3 separate regions of the Mus musculus genome follow, and regions 1 and 2 are each linked to region 3. Evidence: chromatin contacts called from public HiCAR-type and promoter capture Hi-C data. All regions are on one chromosome and are shown on one strand. The core of a region is the stretch at or near the end of the contact, and the rest is flanking DNA. Distances in the headings are between cores, read along the strand shown. Region 1 holds the start of Foxo1 (forkhead box O1). Region 2 holds the start of Rnf13 (ring finger protein 13). Region 3 holds the start of Rfxap (regulatory factor X-associated protein).

The links. HiCAR-type assays count read pairs that join an accessible place to other places. Capture Hi-C pulls out chosen DNA fragments and counts their contacts.
Region 1: a HiCAR-type map of astrocytes shows a contact between it and region 3, with 2.6 times the contacts expected there. The contact joins the promoter of Foxo1 here to the promoter of Rfxap in region 3. A contact is called at or near these places in 1 of 39 promoter capture datasets (liver) and 1 of 115 datasets of contacts at active chromatin or transcription factors (astrocytes).
Region 2: a promoter capture Hi-C map of adipose tissue shows a contact between it and region 3, with 4 times the contacts expected there. The contact joins the promoter of Rnf13 here to the promoter of Rfxap in region 3. A contact is called at or near these places in 1 of 39 promoter capture datasets (liver), 1 of 484 Hi-C or Micro-C datasets (CD4 T cells), 1 of 115 datasets of contacts at active chromatin or transcription factors (astrocytes) and 1 of 9 other capture datasets (adipose tissue).

What each region holds. Positions count from the first base shown.
Region 1 is chr3:52,266,735-52,269,783 of GRCm38.p6, forward strand. It overlaps Foxo1 (forkhead box O1), which reads left to right and starts at 1,603. Exons shown (of 3, transcript NM_019739.3): 1 at 1,603-2,688. The coding sequence starts at 2,068.
Region 2 is chr3:57,734,747-57,737,733 of GRCm38.p6, forward strand. Rnf13 (ring finger protein 13) reads left to right here and starts at 1,311. Exons shown (of 10, transcript NM_001113413.3): 1 at 1,311-1,454.
Region 3 is chr3:54,806,110-54,809,380 of GRCm38.p6, forward strand. It overlaps Rfxap (regulatory factor X-associated protein), which reads right to left and starts at 1,682. Exons shown (of 3, transcript NM_133231.2): 1 at 1,090-1,682. The coding sequence starts at 1,566.

The sequences.
Region 1 (3,049 bases), core at 353-2,852, 2.5 Mb before region 3:
CATCGCCAAGAATGGTCCTCTAGTGCTCCGCCTATTTGTAGGGTGCGGCTGTCTGACTGTGGGCCCACCTCGGCAGAGTGTGATTACAAAGGAGCACCAGAGGGTTGTTCTTTGTGGTCCTGCTTAGGCTCATCCATTTACTCGAGTCTCCCAGCGGTTGTCAAAGCCAAATTTTGTAGTCAAGGTGAAGAGACAGTTAACCAAACTGTCCTCGGCACCTCTGGTTCAGGATCGCCACTCAAAACTTTTATCAGTAGGCAGCCGTTTCAGAAAAAGGGATTATGAATAGGGGAATAGGGGCCTGGATTAGCGAGACGTTAGAGACAAAGTGGAAGGAGTAAGAAGGCTGGTTTTCTTTTGGAGTCTCATTTTACATAGAAAAACTCCACGTAAGAAAGAAGAGCGAAGTACAACCGCAACAAGACATTTGGAGCTGCGTTTTTGGACATATTTAAAGCCCTAATATGCATCTTCAATTCTAAAGCATCCTAGCCAATAAAAGAAAATGCCACCCATATTTCTTTTTTTTTAAAAAAGAAAGCAAATCAGAGGATCAAGCGAGGGAACATTTTCTTCTATTCTGTAAGGCAAAAAGAACCACTGTCTTTCTACCTTTGGCTCCGCCGGACGTGTGTTAGATACGCGGGTCTGGGAGCTCACTCTGTGAGTTTAAAGAACTGAGGGGCGGAGCTGTGCCCCAACACTTGGGGCTTATCTCCTTTTGCGACTTCAACACCTCATCGCTTCCATGCTAAATAAAAAAGAAATAAGCAAGCAGTTAAACTTAATTAGGGGTAATAAAGTGACAAAGTTGTCTCTAAGCGCTCCTCTGACTCTTTAGCCACCACACCGGTCCTCAGGAAAAAGTGAGATTCCCGTGGCAGAAAAGCGGTTCCCATAGAAGACGTCGGATCTGAGGCGCTACTGGAGCTAGGTGCTTGTGCAACAGTGTTCTCCCCGCGCCGCACCTCTCTGGGGTTCAGGATGAGTGGAGGCTGGGGGCTGGACCGAGCCGCAGAGGCTCGTCTTGCAGGTGTGCACAGGTAGGGTGGGAAGCGGTTACTCCGGAGCCGCAGAGCGACGGGTCTTCACCGAAGGATCTGCGCGCCTGGGGCGGCCAGGGCAGATGCCAGCTTAAGAAAACATTCCTCCAAAACAAACCCCACCGACTTCCCGAGAGCTGCGCGAAGACGCGTGGGCGGAGCGGGCTTGAGTGGAATCCACGAGGCGCCCCACCGCCCACGTCGCGTCCGGGAGCGCGCAGCGGCCCCGCGCCATCCCGGGAGTCAGGGTCTGGGCTCTGCCTGGAGTACTCGATTGCACTCTGTAGTAAACAAAAGTATGGTAGCCGCCTCCACGCCGGTTTGCCTCCTAGCAATCCGATCGCTGAGACGCCAGAGACTCAGAAACACTTGAGAATTACAGAAAATAATAACGGAGATTGGAAAAAAAAAAAAAAGTGTGTGAGAAAGAAAAATACCCCACCGCCCCCCACCAACCTACTGCCGCCTCCCGAGGGAAGGCAGCGCCCGCCCAGGCCCGCGTTCATTGGCTGCTTCGGCGGAGACTTCGCGCGTCCATTGGCCGCGCAGCCTGTCAGTCAGGGGCGGGGCGGCGCGCGCGCCGCCGCGGGCGGGGAGCCCGCTGCAGATCCCGTAAGACGGGAGTCTGCGGAGTCGCTTCAGTCCCCGCCGCCGCCACATTCAACAGGCAGCAGCGCCGCTGTCGCGCGGCCGCGGAGAGCTAGAGCGGCCCGCAGCGTCCGCCCGTCTGCCTTGGCGTCCGCGGCCCTTGTCAGCGGGAGCGCGGTGCCCGAGCTGCCGGGCTCCGCGGCCTGGTCGGTGCCCCGTCCTAGGCACGAACTCGGAGGCTCCTTAGACACCGGTGACCCAGCGAAGTTAAGTTCTGGGCGCGTCCGTCCGCTGCGCCCCGCCGCGCCTGACTCCGGCGTGCGTCCGCCGTCCGCGGCCCCCCAATCTCGGAGCGACACTCGGGTCGCCCGCTCCGCGCCCCCGGTGGCCGCGTCTCCCGGTACTTCTCTGCTGGTGGGGGAGGGGCGGGGGCACCATGGCCGAAGCGCCCCAGGTGGTGGAGACCGACCCGGACTTCGAGCCGCTGCCCCGGCAGCGCTCCTGTACCTGGCCGCTGCCCAGGCCGGAGTTTAACCAGTCCAACTCGACCACCTCCAGTCCGGCGCCGTCGGGCGGCGCGGCCGCCAACCCCGACGCCGCGGCGAGCCTGGCCTCGGCGTCCGCTGTCAGCACCGACTTTATGAGCAACCTGAGCCTGCTGGAGGAGAGTGAGGACTTCGCGCGGGCGCCAGGCTGCGTGGCCGTGGCGGCGGCGGCTGCGGCCAGCAGGGGCCTGTGCGGGGACTTCCAGGGCCCCGAGGCGGGCTGCGTGCACCCAGCGCCGCCACAGCCCCCACCGACCGGGCCGCTGTCGCAGCCCCCACCCGTGCCTCCCTCCGCTGCCGCCGCCGCGGGGCCACTCGCGGGACAGCCGCGCAAGACCAGCTCGTCGCGCCGCAACGCGTGGGGCAACCTGTCGTACGCCGACCTCATCACCAAGGCCATCGAGAGCTCAGCCGAGAAGAGGCTCACCCTGTCGCAGATCTACGAGTGGATGGTGAAGAGCGTGCCCTACTTCAAGGATAAGGGCGACAGCAACAGCTCGGCGGGCTGGAAGGTGAACGGCCTCTGGGCGGCCCTGGGGGGTGGGGTGGGGATGTGTTGGGGCCGGCGGAGGGTCGGCAGTGTGGGTGTTCGGGGCCCGGAAATGATGGGCGCACGGAGAGAGCGGGGCGAGAAATGGCAGGTGTGGCGGGGGCTTCCCGGAGACCCAGAGCCAAATTTGGACCAGGTGCAGGCGAGGGACTTCTAGAGAGACCCGGGCAGGGCTCGTTTGGGAACTTAAGTGAAATGGCAGAGCAGGCGTGAAAGTTAGCTTAGTTGTTGGAGCGAGGGGTTCGCTTCCAAGGTCCCTCTCCATTTGACACTCCAGACCTCCTGCGAGGGGGTCGGGCGACTCCTCCACCCACACGCGCACC
Region 2 (2,987 bases), core at 61-2,560, 2.9 Mb after region 3:
TAATATAGAAAACCATTTTGAGAGAATTTAATTAAAGATGCATCAAAAGATATAGCACCTCTCTGTATAGTACTCTAGCCTTCATAACAATATTCCCAATCTCGACCTTCATGACTTTGTCAAAGCACAGTTATATAGTTGTGAATGTCTTCTTCCCAATACATGAAAAATACATTAACTATACAATTATGGGCTATGCAGCTGAAAATGTTTTTGATGGTCCTTATTATTCTAATCTGATTCTTTTTTGTTCCCTCCCTTTTCTGTAACCCAGAGTCTAGTGCTTGCTAGGCAAGTGCTCTGGGTGCTGACTGTGAACTCAATCTTCAATCCCTTACATTTGTTTTCTTAAATTGCTTGAGTGGTATTTAGAGTAGATTCTAGTTTAAAAGGCACAAGAAAAAAGAATAGGAAATCTTTCTATTCTTGTTCCCCACCTACTTAGGGCTCCTGAAGCAAACGAGGCTATAAACAACTTACATTCCTGTAATAACTCCCCCCACAACCAAAATCCAAACATGTTAATTAAATATTTGATGCCAGTATGGGCCTCAAAGATGCTTTATTAGGGCCAGTTCGATTAGGGCATGTCAGAATCTTTGCATCAAACCGCATTAAAAACAAAAGGCAGTAGTTTAGGAGCTGTTAATGTTGATGGCCCAATAGGTCATTTCAATCCAAGAACTCTGCTTTTTCAGACTAGGGGGTGAAAAAGTATGAGAACTCAAGGGATGAGATTTTCGTTCCTCAAAAGGTGACATGGTTTTTGAAAGGCTGTTTTGAGGACTGAATCGCGTGGTTGGACTTTGGCTAGTCAAGCAGTGAGCTGATCAGCCCGGCTCCCTGCCAGGCCTCGTGGTTCTTGCATAAACCTCGGGCGGTTAGTTCTAACCCGACCTGGATTCCAGCGCAAGGCGTCACCCGGAGTTCCCCGCCCTCATCGGCCCTCTCCCGGGAGGGTGCAAGACACTTCGCGGCTCTTCGGCCTCGGATCGCTGCGGGCCACTCAGACACACAGCCTTCGCTAGGGCCTCACTCTGCAAGCCAATCATCTGCGGATCAGGCTGGGGCAGTCCAGGGTGGCTTCTCCACCGCACCCAGGGCTTCCAAAAGCCGTCCCTCCCTCATCTTCCCCGTTCCTAATAGGGATGATGTATCACGCGGTTCAGAACGACACTCAAAAACTGGGCAATTCTCCCAACCCAGCAGAGGCAGGCTGCGCGACTCCGCGAGAGGGGCGGGGCCGTGACGGGCAACATCACAGCCCAATAATATTTCTTTACCTCCGAGTATGGGCCAATGAGGCATGGGAGGCGGGACTTCCGCTTGCCCGCTGTTGTGGTCCCTTCTCCGACTTGCTTGGGTAGGGGCTCAGTGCGGATACTCAGTCATGAAGTCCGGGTAGCGACTTCTCTTGGGTGGCCGTGAGCCTAGGTTCCGGGGGCGGACTTCAGGTAAGAACCAGCGTGGCTCCGCAGCGGTAGGCGGGGGTTGTCGGGCCTGGCCGGGAGAACACACCCACTCCGGCCTGGGTGCGGTAGCCCGAGGTGGGGACGGTCGGGCTCCTCTGCTACGTGCAGTGACAGCACAGGCCCGTGCGGGAGAGGAGTCCTTAGCATCCCATCCTGCGGGCTGGTAGATCTGAAGTTGTCGGGCTATGGATTTTGCTTCCCACGGCCCCTTCCAGAGGTCCCCGTGGCCTGGAAAGATACTTGGAAGACTTCTCTAGTCCAGGACTTGCCTCTTAAGTCCTCGGCGAAAATACTCTCGGGCTGTTTTGTCTTTAAAAAGAAGAAGAAGAAAATCTCATCGCTTGCTTCCTTCCTTTTCTCACCCACTCCCCTTTCCTTCCGTAAAAGCTCAGCTCACAGGCTTGGACGTGACCTTGCTAGGGCCACATACTGCCTTTTTTTTTTTTTTTCCTACCCAATGTTGGAAGTCCGAACTTTTTTGCAAGGACGCTTATTGAATTGATCTGCCCCTGAGAGGGAAACAACTTTGCTGCATGTTCTCTGCTTGCTTATGGTCAATTGCCCTATTTTCTTCTAATCTGGCAGTAGTTAATTTCCATAACTCCCATTTTAATCTTCAATTTCAGCACCGTGGGCAGCTGCTATAGGCTGATGTCTGCCCCAAACCTGCCTGGATTATACTGTTTTCTACCAGTGATGCAGCAGTTCCAGTGGAAACTGCGTTCCTTTCAGCAGTGCCCAGAAGACAGCTGCACTTTCTGATACAATACAGTAAAGTGGCCGTGCCTCCCAAGAGCCAGTAGAGACAGGCTATTTAAAGATTTAGGGAAGAACTTTTGAGAGTTTAATTGGCCACAGGGTCATTGTTTATTTATTTGAGACATGGTCCTTACATGTAGCCCAGTCTGATCTCAGACTTCCATTCTTTTGCCTCAGCTTACTCAGTACTGGAATTACTAGCCATCAAGCCTTGTTTAAAGACAGTTTTTAATGGGTCAAAAAGAATTCATTTCAGAGGACTGTGGTCTTTAAATAGGAGTTGAGTGTGGAGGGCCACAGGGATTCATTAATAGACTTTTTTCTTCTTTTTATAATCTATGGCCATAGAGTTAATTTCAGGTATAGTTTTTTTTTTGTTTTTGTTTTTGTTTTTATGCGGGTCAAGAGGAAGATATAAAGTGTAATATTGTAGAATCAGGCAAAAAGCAAAGCAAAGCAAAACAAAAAACTGTTTCCAAAGAGTTTCAAATTTGGGAATCAGACTAGACTTACCCTCCAGTGTTGGGTGACATCAGTAAATATGGAAAGGGCTAGTGAGATGTTTGGTGAGTAGTAGAGCTGGCCCTGCAGTTCTAATGGTCTGGATTAGATTTCCAGAACCCACATAGAGGAAGAAGGGGAGAACTGACTCCACAAAGCTGTCCTCGGCTCTCCACATGAACCTTGTGGTATATGTCTTACCTCCCAAGTCATACACACACAATAAGTGAGAAAGTTAAAAAAAATGAAAAAAGG
Region 3 (3,271 bases), core at 432-2,931:
TCTAAACACTGAACTTCTCCTCACATAAAAGAATGCTGCTGAAGTTAAGTGAAACACTCTGCCTCTGGGAAAGCTTTGGCCTTTTATCTACTGGCTTCCGAGTTGTCTATTAAAACATCCGCGTCGCACCTTTATCGTGAGATGCTTAGCAAACTTTTGTTATAAGAAGGTTTCCATACATACATGTTTTAGGTCTCAAAATATTAAAAACTCTAAAAGAGGATTCTAGTATCACAAAAGCGAAGATTTTTTTCTTCTTCTAACTCTCCCCAGTTACCCTATTTATAGGACCGCTTCCTTTACATACACAGTACATGGAATGCTATAGCTGACTTGACTGTAGAGAACCTTATGTCTTCACAACTCCAGGCCTTGCACTGTGTAGGTAGGATAATGCTAATACCACAAAAATCAGACGTTTATAGTAGCAATAATTTTGAGTCATCTAGGCCAAACTTCCACAAATGTTAGAAGTTCCCCTTCAAAAGGAACTTCTGTGGTAAGGAGTCTTTCTACTTTTTACGGGTTTTGTTTTGTTTTTTAAACAGCTCTAATACTTAGGTGGACTTTGCTGGGTCTGAGCTGAAATGCACACCACTTATAATTTTCACCTAACCAAAATAAATCCGAAGAAACACTAATTGGGCATTATCTTAAGGGCAAAAGACGAGGGAGCCGAGACTTAAGGGAGATGAATAATGGACCTAAATACAGACAGCTAGCAGCAGAAGCCCAATTGCAGGGCACTGGCGTCTCTCTTCCAAGCTTGACTTGAATCAAGCAACCGAGCAACGCCCATGTGTGCTGTAAGTTACTACCCCACTGTCAATCCAACTTTTCTCAGGGGCCAGGGAGTCTAAGAAAAAAAAACAAAGTCACCAAAGTTACAGAAAACCAACAGGGTGTGTCAATGTGCCGGATGCCTCGGGGTAGACACTGGGAAGGGTTTACTAAGGAGAGGTGTAGATCACCTCCAAAGTGCCCATGTCAGCTGGAGCAGAGGATGAGCCCTTGGGGAGACCCTGAGTGTGTACCAAGTAGGTTGGCACCCATCTGCCCTGGCCCCGGGGCCCCGAGGAGCAAGCATACCTCCAGTTTGACGTTGCCTGTGCTGGCCGCGGACGGGCCGCCAGAGCCCAGTGCCTGGTCGCTCTTCTTCTTCTTGTACTTGTCCTTGTACATCTTGTTGCGGTGCTTCTTGCACATCCAGGGCTTGCGCTGCTTGGCCACCTGGCTGGTGGTCTCGCGGCAGCCCTCGTACGTGCAGGTCTTGGAGCCTCGCCTGCGCGCTGCGCCGCCACCCTCCGCGTCCTCGTCCTCCAGCTCCTCCGGGCTGGCCGCACTCTCGCCGCCGCCCGCCGGGTCCGATGTGTCCAGCAGGTCGGCGTCGTCGTCCCCCGCCTCGTCCTCGGCGTCTGCCGCCGCCTCACTCCCCGCCAGGCCCGGCCTCAGAGCGCCGTCCGCCTCGGCCTCGTCCTGCCGCATCACCAGCACCGTCACCGGAGGGGCCGTCCGGGGACTGGCGGTGCTCGGCCCCGAGCCCTCGGGCACAGCCTGCGCCTCCGTGCTGCCGCCCGAGCCCGGGTCCGCCACCGCGGCCCGTCAGCTCTTGAGAAACACAACCGTACTCGACAAGCGGCAGCCCGCCGCACGTCCCGGAGCCGAACCGCCAGCACTGCACTGCGCGTGCGCCGTAGCGGTCCGCGAGCCTCTGCTTGGGAACGGCGAGAGGGGCGGGGTTGAGCAGGTGCGAGACAGAACCGACTGCGCCTGCGCGGCGGCCATCCGCAAGCGATTCCTAGGTGCAGGCTGACCAAGAACCCGGCTGACAGCCGGTCGTGGTGGCGCATGCCTTTAATCCCAGCACTCGGGAGGCAGAGGCAGGCAAATTTCTGAGTTCGAGGCCAGCCTGGTCTACAAAGTGAGTTCCAGGACAGCCAGGGCTACACAGAGAAACCCTGTCTCCTTCCAGGCGGGGCGGAGCGGCTGACAGAAGTCCCGATTGCGCATGCGCAGCTGTCCTCCGCTCGCCTGGCGCTCACCAGTTGGAAAGACTGGAGAATGGAGACTGGAGGACGGCCAGGAGACACTTTCTGCCTGGACCCATCCTCCCTGACGGGTTCAAAACGCGTCTCTCCTGGAACGTCTCTGGATAGATTAGGTTCCCGAGAGGCCTGAAGAGGAGTTTGAAACAACTCGAGGAGGAAACGGTTTATTTGGCTAATGCATCCCAGTCAAGTCCCATGGGGACATGGAGGAAAGCTTGCTCACAAGCTCTGGTTCGCCTTAGGGTTTCTACCCAGTGCGGACGCTCCTGCCTTTTCTGACATTCCCAGTAATGAGATTGTTGACTCATGTGACAGTTCTGTTTTTATTTTCCCCACAAGCTGCTCTCTGTCTTCCATAGTGGGTGCTCGGGTTGGCGTTCACACTAGCAGTGTAGGAGAGGTCCCTTTTCCCGTATTCCCCCAACCCCCGCCAGTGCTCGATAGATATCTTATCTCTGATAATAACCGTTTCATCTGGGATGAGATAGATAACACTGTTCTTCAGGATTAGGGATGTATATTACATACACCTGTTGGTCTTTGCATGCTTTCCTTTGTGAACCAACTACATCGCCCATTTCAATAGGATTATTAGGTTATTATTATTGTTATTACTTATTTTTATTACGTTTGTTTGAATTCTTTTCTTTCTTTTTTGTTTGTTTTTGTTTTTTTGAGACAGACAGGGTTTCTCTGTATAGCCCTGGCTGTGCTGGAACTCACTCTGTAGACCAGGCTGGCCTCGAACTCAGAAATCCACTCAGAAATCCACCTGCCTCTGCCTTCCCAGTGCTGGGATTAAAGGCGTGCGCCACCACGCCCAGCCTTTGTTTGAATTCTTTATTTGTTTGTTTATTTATTTATTATATGCAAGTACACTGTAGCTGTCCTCAGACACTCCAGAAGAGGGAGTCAGATCTCCTTACGGATGGTTGTGAGCCACTATGTGGTACCTTTGGAAGAGCCGTCGGGTGCTCTTACCCACTGAGCCATCTCACCAGCAGACATTCTGATGTTAACTACTCATCAAATGTAGCTTGCAAACATTCTCTCCCATCTTCGACACGGTGGGAAGCATGGCAGTGTCCATGGTGCTGGAGAAGCGGAGAGTTCTACATCTTGTTCTAGGGCACACAGAAGACTCCCAGGCAGCTAGAAGAGTCTCAAAACCCAACCCCAAAGTGATGCACTTCCTCCAACAAGGCCACACCTTCTCCCACATA